Regions from separate parts of the Zea mays genome. Here region 1 is linked to region 2. A link is a contact called in public Hi-C data. All regions are on one chromosome and are shown on one strand. The core of a region is the stretch at or near the end of the contact, and the rest is flanking DNA. Distances in the headings are between cores, read along the strand shown. Region 1 holds the start of LOC103654760. Region 2 holds the start of LOC103654758 (calmodulin-binding receptor kinase CaMRLK).

The links. A called contact is a pair of places that touch in the nucleus more often than the background predicts.
Region 1: a Hi-C map of leaf shows a contact between it and region 2, with 5 times the contacts expected there. The contact joins the promoter of LOC103654760 here to the promoter of LOC103654758 in region 2. A contact is called at or near these places in 2 of 25 Hi-C or Micro-C datasets (both in leaf).

The regions. Positions count from the first base shown.
Region 1 is chr4:236,444,554-236,447,253 of Zm-B73-REFERENCE-NAM-5.0, forward strand. LOC103654760 reads right to left here and starts at 1,379. Exons shown (of 1, transcript XM_008681578.3): 1 at 1-1,379. The coding sequence starts at 1,076. It overlaps LOC100216798, which reads left to right and starts at 1,320. Exons shown (of 3, transcript NM_001143197.1): 1 at 1,320-1,500; 2 at 1,826-2,383; 3 at 2,462-2,700. The coding sequence starts at 1,841.
Region 2 is chr4:236,306,655-236,309,354 of Zm-B73-REFERENCE-NAM-5.0, forward strand. LOC103654758 (calmodulin-binding receptor kinase CaMRLK) reads left to right here and starts at 1,342. Exons shown (of 2, transcript XM_008681575.3): 1 at 1,342-2,700. The coding sequence starts at 1,657.

The DNA of each region.
Region 1 (2,700 bases), core at 129-2,628, 140 kb after region 2:
TAATGATTCATATGGGACTCAAACCATTGGAAGACTTCAGTATTCTTCAGGCTGGTGAACTCATGGTACGCATAGGCAACATTGAGCTCCTCGGTGACATGCCTCTCCAGACCGAACCGCTCAGGCAGCACCTTGGCCTCCTCAGCCGCCTCCTTCCACGGCGTTCTCCTCCCGTCCTTCTTCAGCATCCCCTTCTCATCCACGAATCCCTTCCGCCGAAGCATGTCCACCAGCGCGTTGGCGAAGGCCCAGGTCAGCCCCGGCACCCTCTCCGCCAGGAACTCCGCGCTCACGGCGAAGTCATCGCACTGGATCTCCCGCACGTCGACGTGCTTCTCCCTGAGTTTGTCCATGCTTTCCGCAACCAACCGCGCCCTTTCGGTGTCCTTGGGCATATGCACAAACAGCGCCGGCGGATACCCGGTGGGGATCTCGGCCATGGTCCCGTACATGCCCTCCGCGATCATGACGGTCACGCTGCTGAACTTAACCCTGGCCGCGAGCGCGGAGAGGAAGTACCCGCCCGAGGACGCGCCGATGCCGAAGAGTGGGAGGCCCGCGAGCTGAGGGTACTTCTCTGTGGTCCACCACTTGATGATGGACTGGACGGCGGCGAGCTCGCTGCCGTCCTCCCCGCCGCCGGCGTCGTCGAGGGACCAGCACTTGGCGCGGCTGGAGACGGCGAGGACGGCGTACCCGCGGCTGAGCGCGGCGCGGGTGAAACGGCGCTCCTCGGGAAGCCCCGTGCAGCGCGGGCAGCCCGGGGAGGCGTCGAAGAAGTCGGTGGCGCGGATGGTGCACCCGGGCGCCGCGAACAACGCGGCTCGCAGTGGGGACGACGGGGGCGGTAGCTGCCACAGCACCTCGTTGCCGTTCCTTCGGGTGACGCTAGCGTCCAAGCGGACGGCGTCCGCGTCGGTGACAGTGGTCAGCGCCGCCGCCGGCGCCGCCGGAGGAGCGCGCGGAAGGAGTAGCGCGGTGGCGAGGAGGAGCAGCGCGCACGTCGAGGCGATCAGCACCGCGGGCCGGAGGGACTGCGGAATCCCAGCGAGGATGGCGTGCATTTCGCGTGTCATGGAAGGGGATCGGGCAACTGGAGATCCCAATCCCAGAGAGATTTGGGCATCAGAGGGAAGGCGAGTTTGACTTGTCACACTTCAGTGCAGAGATCGCCGTTGACTTGGCTATAGAGATGAACCAGGCCCATGTACAAATGTGGGCCGCGCCTCTAGATCTTATTGGGCTTTCTGTCGCTTCATCACCCGGCTTGGCAAGAGGATCAGTGCTGGCTGCTGCTGCTTCATTCATCCTCGTCTTGTGTTTGTTGCAAGTCGCAAAGGTTTGCGCCGCCTGCCGGGCGTCGTCGGCTCATCGCCGTCGGCGGTAGGCTTCTGCCTCCCCCGTCTCGATACCTCTCCTTCGGCGAAGACTCGCAGGGAGGTCCCCACTTCATCACCTCCGTTTCCTACCGGAAAAGGCAACTTCTGTCGGCCATCTCAGGTAGCTCACCAGGCCTCCACGATCTCAAGTTCGCAACCACCAAATCCGCCCTCCTGCTTCCGGTTGGGGATGTTTGAACTACTGCTTGATTCGCTTTAGTTTTGTCTGCTTATTCATCACTAGTCACCGTATTGCTAGGTTGCATCTTAAAACTTTTCACCTGTGCTTACTTTAGGAATGACCGAAATCCCTGATAGCATCCTAGTAACACTGCTTATTTTCAGTTTCAGCCTGACTTTTCTTTTCAAAACTGCACTTGTTCTTTGAACATGCATATTTTGCCTGCAACCCTTCATTTTAAATCTGTTTTTTTCTTCGTTGCCAGTACTTTTTTTGGAAGATGGATCCAGAAGACTCTAGTGACTTTGAAGAGGAGGACGACGAAGAAGAAGATGATGACTTAATGATATTCATATTGCCAGCGCTATATCTAGCATCTACTGGAATTGGAACTCTGGATCAAACATCTATGGTTAGTGATGGTACTGCGATTGAAACTCCAAGTCAAGTATCAAAGTTTAACGATGCAGAAAGGATTTGTAAAGTGCTTGAAGATGACAGAGGCCAAGGCTATGATAAACTTCGTGTGGAGCCCCATGTTCTCCTCGAACTTTCACGCTATCTGAGGTCAAATGATCTTTTGAAAAATACCAGAGGTGTTTCTGTAGAAGAGAAAATTGGCATGTTTATTTACATGCTATCCCGAAATGCTAGTTTTCAGAAACTAAGTGACAGATTCAAGTACAGTACAGAAACTATTCACAGGCATATCAAAGCATGCTTTGATGCAGTCACACCAATGACTGGTGAATTCGTCAGGCCACCTTCAATTCAAGCCCACCGGAAAATATCATCTGATACACGTTATGGGCCTTACTTTGAGGTCAGTGTAACTTTTGGTGATATAAACTAAGATTTTCTGCCCTTTTCTGTTACCTTGAGGACTTATTTTCCCTTGCAGAACTGTATTGGAGCAATTGATGGAATCCATGTCCCTATGACAATATCGGACAGTGAAGCAGCTCCATACCGAAATAGACAAGAATCCCTTTCCCAAAACGTGATGCTTGCTTGTGATTTTGATTTGAATTTTGTCCATGTTTCTTGTAGCCGAGAAGGGTCTGCATCTGACGCAGCAGTCTTATACTCTGCTATAGAATATGGATTTGAAGTCCCAAGAGGAAAGTTCTACCTGGTTGA
Region 2 (2,700 bases), core at 92-2,591:
GCCTTAGTGCACGTTTAAAGTTTGTAAATTTCAGGTTTCGCCTATTCACCCCCCTCTAGGTAACTTTCAGGAGGACGTTGTTGTTGGGCTTCTCTAGGAAGCGCGACACCTAGAAGTTGGGCCAGAAGCCGGGCGTTTGGCGCTGGGGAGAAGCCGCTCAGAAGCGGTTCCAAACAGAGGACATGTCTTGCTGCAGCAGCTGCTTCTTGCACCCCTGCTCGCAACAAAGTAACTTGTACGGGTAGGCGGTGTCGTGGTCCTGCATGCAGCGTCTAGAGACCCTGGCGTGGCGCGGCCTCCAACTCGATCAGCACGTCCACCATCTCCCTGTGTAGGTCCACGACCACCACGGACGGGCCGCAGAATGGGTCCCCCGTGATGACGTCCACGTGCACGGCGATGAGGCCTAGCAGCAGGATCTGCGCCAGCTTGTGCATCGCCTCTGAGTCACAGTACAGGGACTGGATCAGCGGACCCTTGCCTCGCTCCGTGCCGGGGTTCGCCACCGAGAGCTCCATCACGCCTTCACCACCTTGTGGTCAGCATCCTACATGCGGAATTTGAAGGCTCTCAACAAAGAGGAGGGGCCGGAAGCTAATCCGATTTGATTATTCGAACGTACGTACCAGAGGAAGGAGTTGAGGAATCAACCACCGATGTGCCAGAAGAGCAACGAGGACACCTGCGGCGGCCCAGATCGAGGCCAAGGCTGGCGTGGTGTTGGGGGCGAGGAGATAATAGGAGAGGAGGGGCGAGCGTGGCCGACGACGAGCATAGTGTCCAATCGTCCCCCATGTCGACGGCTTTAGCGACGCCGAGCTCCCGCATCGTGAGCGCCTCCTGCGGCGCGCGGGGACTGTGGCATGGTAGTGGACGGGCCTGCGCCAAGTCTCTGGCGATGGGACGTCGACTTGGACGACGTGGGTCCTCCTCCATGTGGTGGTTGTGACGGTGGTGGCGGTGCAGTAAAGCGGCCAGCCGAGGGAGGCGAGGAGAGGGAGGGTGGAGCGGAGGAAGGCGGGAGGAGGAGAGGGTTAATCGGGGAATCCTTCTTCCATGGATCCGGTTAGCGCACGGAGGTGAGGGAGGACGTGTCGTTGGTTGGGCCGGCGCACGTGGCCAGCGACCACACGTGGGCGGCAGCGGTGGCCGAGCACGTGCTAGGGTTTTTGGGCGAGAGAGAGTGAGAAGGGGGCACATGGAGGCAGGGGGCACGAACAATGGATGGACGGGGCATCGCGAGCATGTTGAGGATGGGGAGGTGGCACGTGGACGGGGCACACGGGCGATGTGTGAACACTGACGTTATTATCTTGATAGAATAATATAGATTTTATTTTGTTGATGCTTTTAGTTGGGCCGTCCATACGCGTGCCGCACTTAAGTGCGGCCCACCACACGGGACACAAACTACTACAGTCAATCAGCGCATCTCCCGCGCCTTCCGAATTCTGACAGTTTGTTGCCTTGCGCTGGTTGCGGAATGCGGATTGTCTCTTCTTATCCCCCTTCGACTATTCCACCCCACCACATCCACATCCATTCAATCAAGACCAGCACACTGCCGCGCTCCGCAGGTCTTCTCTCCTACAAAACAAAAAAACCAGAGAGAAAGACAACACGGCCATCACGCGCAAAGCGAGACTACCTGGAGCTATGCCACTCCGCTTGGCGGCCTGCCGCGTCTTCCTGCTCCTCGCCGCGGCCGCGGCCGCCGCCACCTCTCCGTCTCCGGTGGCAACGGCCACGTCCAACGGCTCCGCGAACTGCACCCTCCGCGACGGAGAAATCGTCCGCGCGGCGTTCAGGCAGGTCGCCAACTTCCCCTTGCCGCTGCCCGGCCGCCGCCGCGCGTGCCGCCACGTCAGGCGGCTCCGCTTCCCGTCGCGCAACCTCACGGGCGCCGTGGACTGGGACGAGCTAGGCAACCTGAGCGGCCTCCTCACCGTCGACCTCTCCGGCAACTCGCTCCACGGCCGCGTCGGCAGCTCGTTCTGGCGCGCGCCGTCGCTCCGGGCCGTGGACGTCTCCTGCAACCGCCTCGAAGGCGCCCTCCGGTTCGGCGGCCACCCAGGCACGCGCCTAGCCACGCTCAACGTGTCCGGCAACCGGTTCACCTCCGTCGAGAACGTGGCCGGGCTCTCCGGCTTGGTCGGCCTCGACGTGTCCAGGAACGCCATCGGAGCGGTGCCGGAGGGGCTGCGGGGCCTGACGCTGGTGCGCCAGCTCAACCTGTCGTGGAACAACATGGCCGGGACGTTCCCCACCGACTTGCCGCCTCTCGCCGGCCTCCAGGTCCTGGACATCTCGCACAACGACTTCTCCGGCGCGGTTGACGCCGACACCATCCGTAAGTTCGGCAGTTCCTCCTTCGTCCAAGCCGGCGACGCGTTGCGGGTGGTCGAGGACCTCGCGCCGGCGCCGGCGCCGGCGTCTAGTGGCGGCAGACACAAACGCAGACGTGCGGTCACCATGGCGCTGGTCTCAGTCGGCGCAGCGGTGACGCTGGTGTTCTTGGCCGCGTGCGTGGCGTGCGCCATGACGCGTCGGTGGAATAAGAAGAAGAAGGACAAGGACAAGGACCGGAAGACAGCGGCGTGGGAGGACGACGAGGTGGCCGTGGGGGCGTTGAAGCTGGCCGCCGCCGCGCCGGTGGTGGTGCTCGAGCGGCCGCTGATGGAGCTGACTCTGGCGGACCTG